Linked DNA regions of Pan troglodytes: region 1 is linked to region 2. The links are chromatin contacts, called in public HiChIP or PLAC-seq maps. All regions are on one chromosome and are shown on one strand. Each heading gives the region's core, a stretch centred on a gene start, on an enhancer-like site or on the middle of the called end of the contact. The rest is flanking DNA. Distances are from core to core; before and after follow the strand shown.

Region 1 (6,339 bases), core at 3,473-5,972, 370 kb before region 2:
AACAAAATAAAGGCATATATTACATACTCATAGAGACTATCATGCTGAATGGAAAAAAATTAAAAGCTTTTTCTCTAATGTCTGGAACACAGCAAGGATGCCCACTGTCACCACTGTTATTCAACATAGTACTGAAAATATCTGCTAGATGAATCAGGCAAGAGAAAGAAATGAGACATCCAAGTTGTAAAGGAAGAAGTCAAATTATCCTTCTTTGCAGATGATATGATCTTATATTTGGAAATACCTAAAGACTTCACCAAAAAATGATGAGAATTGATAAATTCAGTTAAGTTGCAGGATACAAAATCAACATACAAAAATCATTAGCATTTCTATATGCCAACGGTGAACAATTTGATACATCAAGAATATAATTTCATTTATAATGGCTACCAATAAAATACCTGATAATAAACTTAACCAAAAATGTGAAAGACCTTTACAAGAAAACTATAAAACGTTGATGCCAGAAATTGAGGATGACACAGAAAAATGGAAAGATAATCTATGTTCATGGATTAGAATGTTCATGAATTGGAAAAACAATATTGTTAAAATGTTCATACTATTCAAAGCAATCCACAAGTTCAATGCAATCCTTATCAGAATAGCATTGACAATCTTCACAAAGATAGAAAAAAAAATCCTAAAAATTATATGGAACCACAAAAGTCCCAGGACAGCCAAAGTTATTCTTAGCAAAAAGAGCAAAACTGAAGGAATCACATACCTGACTTCAAGTTATGCTACAGAGCTATAGTAACCCAAACAGCATGCCACTGACTTAAAAACAGATGCATACACTAGTGAAACAGATTAGAGAACCAAGAAATAAATTTATACACCTACAGTGAAGTCATTTTTAACAAAGGTGCCAAGAACATACATTGGGAAAAGGATAGTCTCTTCAATAACGATGCTGGGTAAACTGAACATATGTATGCAAAAGAATGGGACTAGCTGCTATCTTTTTTCCCATACAAAATAAAATTAAAGTGGATTATAGGCTTAAATCTAAGATCTCAAACTATGAAACTGCTAAAATAAAACCTTGGGGAAACTTTCCAGGATGTTGGTCTGGGAAAATATTTCTTGAATAATACCCCACAAGCAAAGGCAACCAAAGCAAAAATGGACAAATGGGGTCACATCAAGTTGAAAAGCTTCTATGCAGCCAAGGAAACAATCAACAAAGTGAAGAAACAACGCACAGTATGGGAAACAATTATTTGCAAACTATCCATCTGACAAGAAACTAATAAACAGGTATATAAGGAGCTCAAACAACTCTATAGGATAAAATATATTTATCCAATTAAAAGTGGACAGAAGATCTGAATAGACAGTTCTAAAAAAAGACATACAAATAGCAAACAAATATATGAAAATATGATCAGCATCACTGATCAGAGAAATGCAAATCCAAACTACAGTGATATATTACCTCACCCTATTTAAAATGCTTTTATCCAAAAGATGAGCAATAATGAATTCTGGCAAGAATGTGGAGACAGGAATCCTCATACACTGTGGGAATATAAATTAGCACAGCCACTATGGAGAAAAGTATAGAGGTTCCACAGAAAACTAAAAATAGAACTACTGTGTGATCCAGCAATACCACTGCTAAGTATGTATACCCTAAAAAGGAAATCAGTATATCAAAGAGATATCTGCACTCCCATGATTATTGCAGCAGTATTTATAATAGCTGTGAATTGGAATCAACCTAAGTGTCCATCAACAGATGAATGGATAATGAAAATGCGGTACTTATACACAATGAAGTACTATTCAGCCATTACAAAGAATGAGATCACGTCATTTGCAACAGCATGGATGAAGCTGGAGGACATTATAAATGAAATAAGCCAGACACAGAAAAACATGACATATTCTCACTTGTGGGAGCTAAAAATTAATACAGTTGAACTCGGGGTGATAGAGAGTAAAATAACGGTTACCAGAGGCTGAGAATTGTAGGGGTGAGGGAGAATGGGAATGGTTAATGCATACAAAAATAGTTAGATAGAATGAATAAGACCTAGCAGTTGTTTGCACAACAGGATGAGTACAGTCAGCAATATATATATATATATAGAGAGAGAGAGAGAGAGAGAGAGAGATGGAGTCTAGCTCTAGTTTTTGTTTGGTTTGGTTTGGTTTGGTTTGGTTTTTCTGAGACAGAATTTTGCTCTTGTTGCCCAGGCTGAAGTGCAGTGGTGCAATCTCAGCTCACTGCAACCTCCACCTCTTGGGTTCAAGCAATTCTCCCTGCCTCGGCCTCCCGAGTAGCTGAGATTACAGGTGCCCACCACCACACCCAGCTAATTTTTGTACTTTTTAGTAGAGATGTGGTTTCGCTATGTTGGCCAGGCTGGTCTTGAATGCCTGACCTCAGGTAATCCACCTACTTTGGCCTCCCAAAGTGTTGGTATTAAAGGCGTGAGCCACCGCACCCAGCCCAGTCAGCAATAATTTTTTGTTGTACATTTTATATACATTTTAGAATAGCTGAGGGAGTACAATTGGAAAGTTTGTAACACAAAGAAATGATAAATGCTTGAGGTGATGCATACCCCATTTACCGTGATGTGATTACACATTTTATGCTTGTATCAAAATATTTCATAAATGTATACACTTACCTCATCAATATATACACCAAAATATCCCATAAATATATACATCTACCATGTACCCATAAAGATTTTAAAAACTAAATAATTATATAAATAAATATCTCAAATGTAACTTGTGTAAAACTGTACTCTTGAACTTCTCACTTTAAGATCTACTCCTCCTACCTTCTTGGTAATTCAGTCTCCCCCGCTTCTCCCCTCCACTTTTTCTCTTTTCTCTTTTCTCTTCTCTTCTCTTCCATCCTGTCTCATCCCATTGCATCTCATCTTATGCTATTGTAATCACTCCCAATAATCTATCAACTCATCATCCAGAATGTTTCTATCAGAACAGATGTCAGATGCTATTCTTCCTTTGCTCAAAGTCCTCCATGACAACCCATTGTATTTGGAATAAAAGTAGTCTTTAAAGTTGTCTCCAAAGCCCTATATGATCTTATCTCCTAATACTTTTCTTAAATCATTTCTTGCTCCTTTCCCAGTCACTTATGGCATTCACCCATACTGCTTTACTTCGTCTTTTGCCAATGCAAAGGAAGGTTGATTTTTACATCAGGGCCTTTGCATTTGATGTTGCCTCTGTTTAAAGTATTTTCAGAAAACTGCATGCATGACTCATTTCTTCACCCCCTTTAGCATGTGACTCGAATGTCACCGTCTCAGTAGGCCTTTCTTGGTACTTTCCATATCCAAATTGTTACCTCCCCCATACATATACTCTCTGTTCTTCTTTCTTCCATAGAACTTATTATTCAAGAAACCCTATATGATACTTATTATCTTATTTTTTTTCTCTTTCTGTTTTTGAAATTAAGCTCTACAAATGCAGAGAGCTTTGTCACTTTTCTTTATGGCTGTGTCATCAGCACCTAGAAAAGATTCTGACATACATTTAGTGCTCGATATTTTTAGTATGATTAGAGTCAATACATACATTTTTCATAGTAGACAATATTTCATTTGATATACTTACTACAATTTTATATTTGAGAAAATACTATTATTGGGAAATGAGATCCACAACTAGTTACTTCTATAAAATCCAGAATCAATTACAGTGGAAAAAAAACAATTTTCTAGAGTAAAAATGGAAACCCTTTGATGACTTCAACCGAATGCAGGTCCTGATGCTTGTCACTTGCAAGCTTCAATTAGTAAGAGCAAGTTCTGGTAGAAGAAGGTAAACTTATTAACTAAAACTAGTAAAGGGGAAGCAGTCAGATTTTTACCCAAGATAACAGCTTTGATTTTGAGGGGGAAGGAAGGGGTTTCAATAAAGAAAACTTGATAAAGAAGTCAGGCAAAAATTGGGCTGAGACGATATTTGTGTGTGTTGCTCTAGTGGCTATCAGTCCACCTGACCTTGGGCTGATGTCATCTCAGTAATGATCAGGTTGTTAGCTAGCCACTTTGAATTAATCTCTGGAATTCTGTAGCTGGGTCTCCAGACTTGGTCTGTCTGTTTTAAGATTAGCCCCTTGAACTTCTAATACACATAGATACTAACATACAGTTAGATAAATGTAAAGGGAATATATGCAGTGAGAAAGTGAGGGATGTAGAGTCTATTTTAAGGCTAAAGGAAAAAGCTACTGCAGTTTGCTTCAAGGTTATATAATGAAACCCAAGAGAAAGGGAAAGAAAACTTTTAAAATGCCCAGGTACAGGGGATTATGTTTTCCCAGCAATTCTCACTTTTCATTATTTTTAAAAAAAATCACATCATTCAACAACTTCCCCTAAGTTTTGCAAGCCCAGGAACATGAGGACCAGTAGGTATAATTACTGTTTGTTTTGCATTTGTGCTTTGGAGATCCTTTGTGCATTGTGCACACTAGTCATCTTTCTGTAGAGGCTCACCAACTCAAAGCATTTGTCCTTTCTCATTTTAACAGGTTACCATTTTAAGGTTCTTTAATCAATACCTTTTTCCATTTACATCATATTAAGAGGCAATTTAAAAGTTTAATCAAAGACTTCAGCAGTTGTTGCTGATTATGCATGCTGAGTTAAATCTGGGTGCTGCAGACTGCAGATTGATTCATGCATGAGGTCCTGTGTGATAGGAAATGAAGGGAAACGGTTTCTCTCCCTGCTGTAAGCGCTTGCAGGAGGACTATTGATCTATTTGTCTTTGTGCTTCAGTGCTTGGCTGGTCAATTATTTACAGATCGCTAAGACAGTGAGTGTTTAGAAGTAAGTGAAAGAGGAAGGTTGAAATTATGCTTCTTCAGATTTTGGCTTTACTGATGAAGTTGATAAAATGAAAACACATTGTTTTAGAGAAACATAATTCACAGTAGGCAACAACCAGGCAGCTTTATCAGGCTGTCTTTAAATAAAAATAATTTAGATATAAAGCAACTTTGCATTTCTATGTGTTATTTTCACTAGTCTTTCAGATATTGAATATGGTCTAGTCAGAAGAAAAATACAACTTGGTGATTCATTTTGGTTTATGGGTGTAAAAAAGATGGTCTCAAAGTTCCCTTCTGCCATTAAAAGTCATTGTTTTTAATATTGTTCTCATTTAAAAATACTTTTCAAGGGCTTGTTTTGGTTCCTATGAAATGTCTTATGGTTATAAACGGTAATTAAGAAAACATATTTAAAGTTTGTTCTCAAGAACTGCCTCATAGAGGTTTTTGTTTTAGTATTAATTGAAATAAGTGATAGCACTATAAGCTAGATTATATTATTACTCACTAAATTTAGGTGACTACGTTCAGACAGCTTAGTTTTCTTTTAAATGATTTGTGTGGTATCGTGCAGCTAGTAAAGAGTAGAGATGGAATTCAGACTGTAGTGGTCTGAACTCAAAGCTGAAATATTTAAATGTTGTGCTGTGTATTAAGAGTTGAACTGCGTCTCTTCCAAGTAGACATGTTGAAGCCCTAATCCCCAGTGTGACACTATTTGAGGATAGAACTCTTAAAAAAGTAATTAAGCTTATATGAGGTCATAAGGGTATAGCCCTTAATCCAACATGACTGGTGTCCTCATAAGAAGAGGAAGGGATGCAGCACACAAAGAAAATGTCCTGTGAGGACCCAGTGGGAAGGTGTCATCTGCAAGCTGAGGAAAGGGACCAAAGGAGAAACCAAACTTCCAACACCTGAAGTTTAGACTTCTATCCTCCACAACTGTGAGGGATAAATGTCTGTTGTTTAAGCCACCAATCTATGGTATTTTGTTGTGGCAGCCCTAGTAAACTAAGGCACTCTACCTTCATTAAGTCCCCCACATTAAAAAAAAATGCAGCAGGACGTGGTGAATCACACCTGTAATCCTAGCACTTTGGGAGGTTGAATGAAGTGAGTGGTTTGAGACTAGGACTTCAAGACTAATCTGGTCAAGATAGTGAGATCCTGTTCCTACCAAAAAAAAAAAAAAAAAGAAAAAAAAAGAAAAAAAATTGAGTATGTTGGAGCATGCCTGTGGTCCCAGCTACTTGGGATGCTGAGGCAGGAGGATCACCAAAGTCATACCACTGCACTCCAGCCTGGGTTACAATGTGAGATCCTGTCTCAAAAAATAAAAAAATTAAAAAGCCACAATACCTAATGTGCAGTAGATGCTGAATAAATACTCACTAATAAAAGCTCATCAGATATCTCCTAAAACAGTTCAGCAGAGAAATCCCAGGGAATCCTGTGACACAAAATCTACTGGAGAGATAGTAAAACAGCCTATC
Region 2 (6,504 bases), core at 885-3,384:
TCATTTGTGACATCTGTAATATCCACCTTTCTATATCTCAATTTGTTAGTAATAAAGATGACATGTGAAAGTGCCTTTTAACTGTAAAATGTCATGCAAATGCAAGCGTGTTATTAATGATTAAGGTAGTCCTTTAGTGTTTCAAATCTCCTATTTGAAACTCAACTCTCAATGCTTGCATCTTCCAACTACAGGAACTCAAATGGACCCAAAGCACTAACATTAAACTACAGTGCCCCCTAGCACATGTAGGAGGTCAAGGCAGCTTACAGGCTTCATGAATAAGCCTACCACAGATGGTTCTTTTGCCTGAGGGAAGAACTACTAATTGTACTTTTGGACAATTTCCATTTGTCCAAAAGGAAAAAACATTTAGGCATTTTCTTCAATACTTTCCCGTAACATTGTTTTTATTTTAATTTTTAAAAGGGAGTAAAAAAGTTAATATCCTTTACTATGTAAATTTTCCTCTGGTGGCTTTAAATTAAGAGTATTTCTAAAAGAACAGCCCTAGATTTATCTTAAGATTCACTGTGATGTTTCTGATTTATATTTGCTGACCTATTTTCACTCACCAAATTCTTTATAATCTAGCGTGAGAGAGGATATTGTTCATTGCACTCTTCACAGAGGTAGAATACAGTTAAGCTTTTATGCGAGATTGCACAGAAAGCTGTTATTATGAGCTTCAGCCCCCTAGTTTCTATACACATTAAATCCACCAAGAGATATAGAATCGTGTAAGGAAATGCTATAGAATATTTTAATATCAAAATGTAGAAATATTTGCTATCACACTTTTATAAAAGCCCAGATTAAAAATATATCAATTGCATTCTTCCATAGACTACAGTTCTTTGTTTATATTTGGTTCTTAATTTCACAAATTTCTATAGAAATTTATAAGTTCAAATGTTCCAGTACGTAAATTGGTTCCCAAAGTGATGAGTCCTTAGGAAACGGAACTTGCTGTATGAGTTTATTTTTTCCATGCTGTGCATTTAAGTATTAATCAGCACAGCTTTCAGGGATTTCTTTCTAATATCCTTTTCTATGTAAGATAAGGACTGCAATTCATTATACCATTGGAGGAGCCAGAGGCTTTGCTAAGCTTTGCCTTTCTTGACCGTTCATCTCAAATTTAATGAGAGCGTTGTGTGTGGGGGGGTGGGGGGGGGGGTGTGTGTGTGTGGCTATATTATATTGGTGACTGGACTTTAACTATGGCACAATGTTGGTTGCCTTTCAGGCTAATCGTCTCTCCGTTTCAGGAGGTCAAAGATCATTTCAGCCTCAGTGTGCTTTCTACCTGCCTACTAAGGGAGGCAGCAAATTTGGTCCTGGGCAACTGAGAGGTGACTTTTATCACCAGTTATTTTTCTTCACATCTTTCTATCAACATAATAGCTCAGGGAACACTCAAGAAATACAAAATTACACTTCACCAAGTACTAGCTTTCTGGGATGTGATCACTTCTAAGTGTAAACCTCTATTACCCTAGCAGTGGTCCCTGGCGTTCCTTTTATTCCTCTTATATATAAACATCACAAAAAATAACAACAAACCCTCAAGCCCACAGCAAAGAGAATGCAAGCACGGCACCTTCCCTCTTCGTACTGCCGTTTTAACTTGGTAGAGGAGGTTAAATTTTGGAGAGAATGGTGGCATTCGTAGGAGGGGCGGGGTAAAAGTGTTGTCTAATTACACGTTAATGGCAGAACTCGCCTTAACCACGTCCCTCCTGCACAGTGGTGAATTTCTCCTGTGTGTTCCTGTGTGGATCCCGAGACCCTTCTCGCTTTAAGAGAGCCTCCCGCGCCCCTCACTCCGCCCCTTCCCAAGTCTCTGGGCTCGTCAAAGCTTCCCGAGAGCCATGGTTGGTCCAGGCAGGCAATCGGAGCACCTCATGGAGCGGCTGCTAACCCAGGGTGGGGTGGGGTGGGGTGGAGGGGTCTGTTTGTAGTACTCTCAGTCCTGATGTCACAGGCGCGGCAAGGACATCGCAAGGAGGAGTCGGATTACAGTAAGGATGGGCAGTGCAGCAGGCAGCCCGAGCGCACTCTCCAGCCGCCGGGGATCTTAGCCCTGGAAAGGCAGCCTGCAAGGCGCTCATCCCGCGGAGGAGGCACGCTCTCGGCGCTCACTGCTCTCCACGCCGGGGACATTTCCACCGAATGTAGCATGAAACGGCTCTGCTCTACGTGCCAGCCTTGGGTGAGAGCTGATGCTGAAGACACCGCGGTGGGATTCCAGCTGTCTGATTAATGAGAAACATAATGTATTTTGGTGAGTGTTCACTCTGATGATGTAATTCTGGGGGTGTCCGGCTCTTCATCCGTGCAGACAAGCCCTTAAAAAATTCTTTAAGCAGCAAGAATATATTACATTAAACCTACCTCCAGTTGGCAACTGGAGGACCAAGCCGGTGCAGCCTTCAAAGCTTCCTTTGTGCCACAATTGGGGCTGTTAATTTAGCCGTGGATGAGTTTAAGTTGGAAAAGAAAAGAGACAGGGACATGTGGAGGGGGCGGGGGGGTAAACTTTGCCTTGATTTGCCTGAATGAAGTTGGCTCTTTTAGCTAGGTGAAGGAGAAATAGTGCAGCGTGGGAAGTCATGAGCTAACTTAATGGAATGTGAAACAAAGTTCCTATACAATTGATGCTGTGAAAGCTTAGTCAATATGAGCATTTCATTCAGTATTTGCTGGTTTTTCTTGTTCTGAGGCGGAAAAGGAAAACATTCTCTAGTGAGCAGTGTGGTTGAGCAGCTGAGAACACTTCTCTATATCATCTCAGTGCTCTGTCTAGCTAGGAGCAGCCTAGCACAAAATGCATATTATTTGAAACCTTTAGAGGTCTCGGAGATGTCAAATATTTGTGCAGTTTAGTTTTGTGCCACGGTAGAAACCTCAGTTAGGTTTTCAGTTGAGCTGCCTGCATTTCCAGAGAGCATGTTGAGGCTTGGATCCGAGCTATCAGTTGAGCACTGGAAGTGGGCTTGGAGCTGTGCATTTGCACTCTAACGCCGCAACTTACTGCTAGTACAGGAGGCAAGCCCCTTCACTAAATAAGAAGAAGTCAAAGATAAGGACTGAATATTTGTTCCTCCTCTCTGAAGTTATGCTTTCCTTCTGTAAGTCCTATCTGGCATCATCATTTAAGGGCATCTATGCGATATTAAAAGGTTTGATAGAGCAACTGGAGAGGGGCTAGGAAATGTATCCAAGATGCAAATGCTCTGATTTCTTGGTTTGCTTTAAATATTAAATCTAGCGTCTTCTTTCAGATTAAAGAGGTATTTAGGTAAACTTAGGTTGGAGCACTATTAGTTTGTTGGAAATTTATTTCTGTATGTACTATTTGCTCTGTTTTGTTTCCTTTAGGCTTTGAGACATTTGAGAGTGTGTGGAAGGAATCTAAGTTCCAAAAGCTAAATGCCTTTAGTTGTCTTGACAGTTTTGATTTGCCTATAATTTGTATCATATTAGAAGTCTTAAAATAACTGAAAATGATTTGGAAGAAACAATTTCATTGCATCGCCAAATTTAAGCAGAATCTATAGTTAAAAACCATCTCTTTCCAGTGGGTAGTAATGGAGGTGGTAAGCTTGTTTATTGGCCACTAACAGAGTTTATCATGCATATATTTTCATAAATGGAAAAGCTTGTAAAGATAATAGGTCTTTTGGACAAAATACAATTTCAGCATCAGTAATGATACTGAAGGATGATGAAACAGATTATAATTTTAGTTTATATTTTCACCCTCTTGAAACAATTCCTTATGTGATCGTCGTGAGGAAGTAGGGCCAATTAGAATAGCAGTAGAGTCTAAAAGTACTGGTCAAAGGCCATCCATGCTGTACTGGATTATCGTGTGACTATTGGAGAAATGTTCACTGGGCTAGCTTGTGTTATTAACTGTATGCTAGTTCAGCCTCTTGTAAAGCAGAGTGATTCATAGGGTAATCAATTTCATTGTGTAATGCAAGTTTTTAATAGTACGAATTGAAATGTGATGTCCTACTTACTTTAGATGAAACTCTACTCTTTGAAAGGCAAGGCTAAAGTTGCCCTCAGTGTCTTGAACATTGTCTTACCATAATTTTGGTATAAGAAATGTTTTTCTGCTCCCAGAGGAAATCCTATGTATTCAGGAATGCTGTTTCTTTCGGGTTATGCTATGCAGCTTCTCGTACAAGCTGTTAGATATCCACAACTTTGGGAGCCCACCTGTCTCTAAAAAAAAAATGTGTGGTACAAGAGCGAGGGCAAAAAGAATTGAGCAGTACACTTCAGGCATGTTAAAATTCAATAGCATCCTAATGTTTGAAAATGCTGAAGACTATGTATTTATATATGTATGTATGTACGCACACACATATATGTGTACATGTGTATGTATCTTAATGTGTGTGTGTGTTCAAAATTGTAACGATTTCAGGTAATTTTTCAAAACAATGCTTTCACTTTGCAAATTGGTTGGCCATGACTTTCTTCTTCATTTTTCAACTGCAAATGGTTTATCAAGTCAGGGAGAACAGGGACAAAGGGAAAGCAATGCTGCATTCTTGGGCTTTTCTGGTGACTTGTGAGAATGGGGTAGAGATGTCACAAATCCTTTATTTGTGTCCCCAGCAGAGCGTGATGAAGAGCATGGTGATGCTATGGTACGGGTGAATTGATATGAAAGCGGGATATTTACTTCCTTTATAAATCATCTGATTTGTCAGTGTTGCCCCCCACCCCCACCCCTTCAAATATAGCTGAAGAATCACTACCTGAATAGCCTGGCTCAGCCTATCTGCTTCAATTCATTCCTCCTTTCCCTTGGGACTGGACAACTGGACCCTGCCCTTGCTTAGTTGGAGTCAGTTGTGTGTGTGTGCAAGTTGGTGGAAGATGTAATATTTTCAGATCTCAAGAACAGCTCATGTTTGGAGTGTGCTGTCTCAGACTTGCCAGAATAATAGAGCTTTCTAATGACTTAAGCCTCACTCTTATCTCCTATTGAGATTTTAGTGCAGTGTTTTCAATAATCGTTCATTTGTACTTCCTGTGCTGTGATTTAAGAGTTTGCTGTTCAGTCACCGTGGACACTTTTGTTACTTATTCTATCGATCTTGGATCTTGCATTCACCATTTGGAGTTAAATATAAGGTTCACATGGGAGAAGGAAGCAGGGAAAATCTCAGTCAGCAACCTGAGTGGGATTTACTGTAAAAGCAAGGGAAAATAATAAATACTTATAAATTTACCCTCCCACCCCCATCACTATTTTAGATAGTTAAAAATTACATGTTCCAAAGATGAATAGCCATTAATAATTTATCCAGAAATAAAAGCAAGGCAGCTGGGAGACTTCTTCCTAGATGAAGGAAGAGAGGCTGTGGGTGGTTGTCAGTACAAGGGACTGAGCTGCCCAGTTACAGTTTGGTTAAGAGGACTGTGCTGGTATGAAGGGCAGGTTATTTGCCTGAGTGCACCCCAGCAGTTGCTCAGCGCCTGGCAGAAGGTTGTAACTGTGCACTGTCTCCAGCTCTCAGCACCGTATGTTTGAATTGTCTCCCCATTCCCATCTGGCCTGACACATTTCTCCACTGCTGGGTAGGTGAGTTGTTGCCAGTGGTCATGCCAACCACACAGATTCCCCATGGTTGGCCAGAGAGATGCCATGTCTCACCCGTTGCCATCAGGAGAGAAAATGGGAGGCTGATTGTGCTGAAGAAATTCTGTGTGGCTGCATATCAGTAAGCTTTCAGTTCTGAGTCAAGCAGGTAGAGACTGTGGTAAGCTTATAGCCAAGAAGGATCTGGGGCTTGCCCCCATGAGAATACTCCTAAAAAAAATGAAATGATACACTTTAAACAGAACTAAGAGGCAAATATTAGAGCTCTCCCTAAATGTTCCTATTAATGGCATATTAATTAAACCTAGAGAAAAGGGCAGGCAAAATTTAGAAAGTGTGAATGAATCATTCAAGTTTGCCTTGGTGTTAGTTGTGGATCAACTCTCTTCATTAAAATGCCTAAGGAAAATAGGAAAAACATTTGGTGGCATGCCTATAATAAAAACAAAACAAAACAAAACAAAAACCTCACTGAGGAAGCTTTTAATACAACAGCTAAAAAAAAAAAAAAAAATCTAGTAGGAAAATTCTAGGACAGAACCCTATTCCCCTGCCTATAATAGACGCATTTGTACCTTGTCTTAGGAAGGACTTTTTTCCCCTGGGATGTTTAGAACATTCTCATGTCAGCACTTACACTTTTGGTTGTAGCTGGACCATCAAGTTCACCTCCAAACTAGTGTGTTAGAAAAATATTTAAATGGCAAGGTTATGAGGAAGGAAATGATCAGAAAGCAGCAGGCAGCAGAGAAAAACATTCCTCTTTTTTAGTGGTTTCAGTAGAAACATTTAACTCCTTCTAATTAGTTTGTACTGAGTGATCTGTTATGAGGAATTAGGTCCACTCGACTATTTCTAAACACTCAGCCACTGTT

Evidence for each region. HiChIP or PLAC-seq counts read pairs in DNA pulled down with a chosen protein or histone mark.
Region 1: a contact with region 2 is called in an H3K4me3 HiChIP or PLAC-seq map of stem cell-derived excitatory neurons, with 7 times the contacts expected there. The contact joins two enhancer-like sites. A contact is called at or near these places in 2 of 7 Hi-C or Micro-C datasets (blood and stem cell-derived neural progenitor cells) and 1 of 1 datasets of contacts at active chromatin or transcription factors (stem cell-derived excitatory neurons).

The regions. Positions count from the first base shown.
Region 1 is chr2:26,111,419-26,117,757 of NHGRI_mPanTro3-v2.0_pri, reverse strand. The region is part of intron 2 of ZNF385D (zinc finger protein 385D); the gene reads left to right. Among named protein-coding and RNA genes, the nearest start is that of ZNF385D, 260 kb to the left of the region's middle. Within about 2 kb of position 4,722, at least 2 of the 24 cell types and tissues checked have an H3K27ac peak or open chromatin away from gene starts, as enhancers often do. A contact at or near this core is called in stem cell-derived excitatory neurons, where this site is marked.
Region 2 is chr2:25,743,226-25,749,729 of NHGRI_mPanTro3-v2.0_pri, reverse strand. All of the region lies in intron 7 of ZNF385D (zinc finger protein 385D), which reads left to right. Among named protein-coding and RNA genes, the nearest start is that of ZNF385D, 630 kb to the left of the region's middle. Within about 2 kb of position 2,134, at least 8 of the 24 cell types and tissues checked have an H3K27ac peak or open chromatin away from gene starts, as enhancers often do. A contact at or near this core is called in stem cell-derived excitatory neurons, where this site is marked.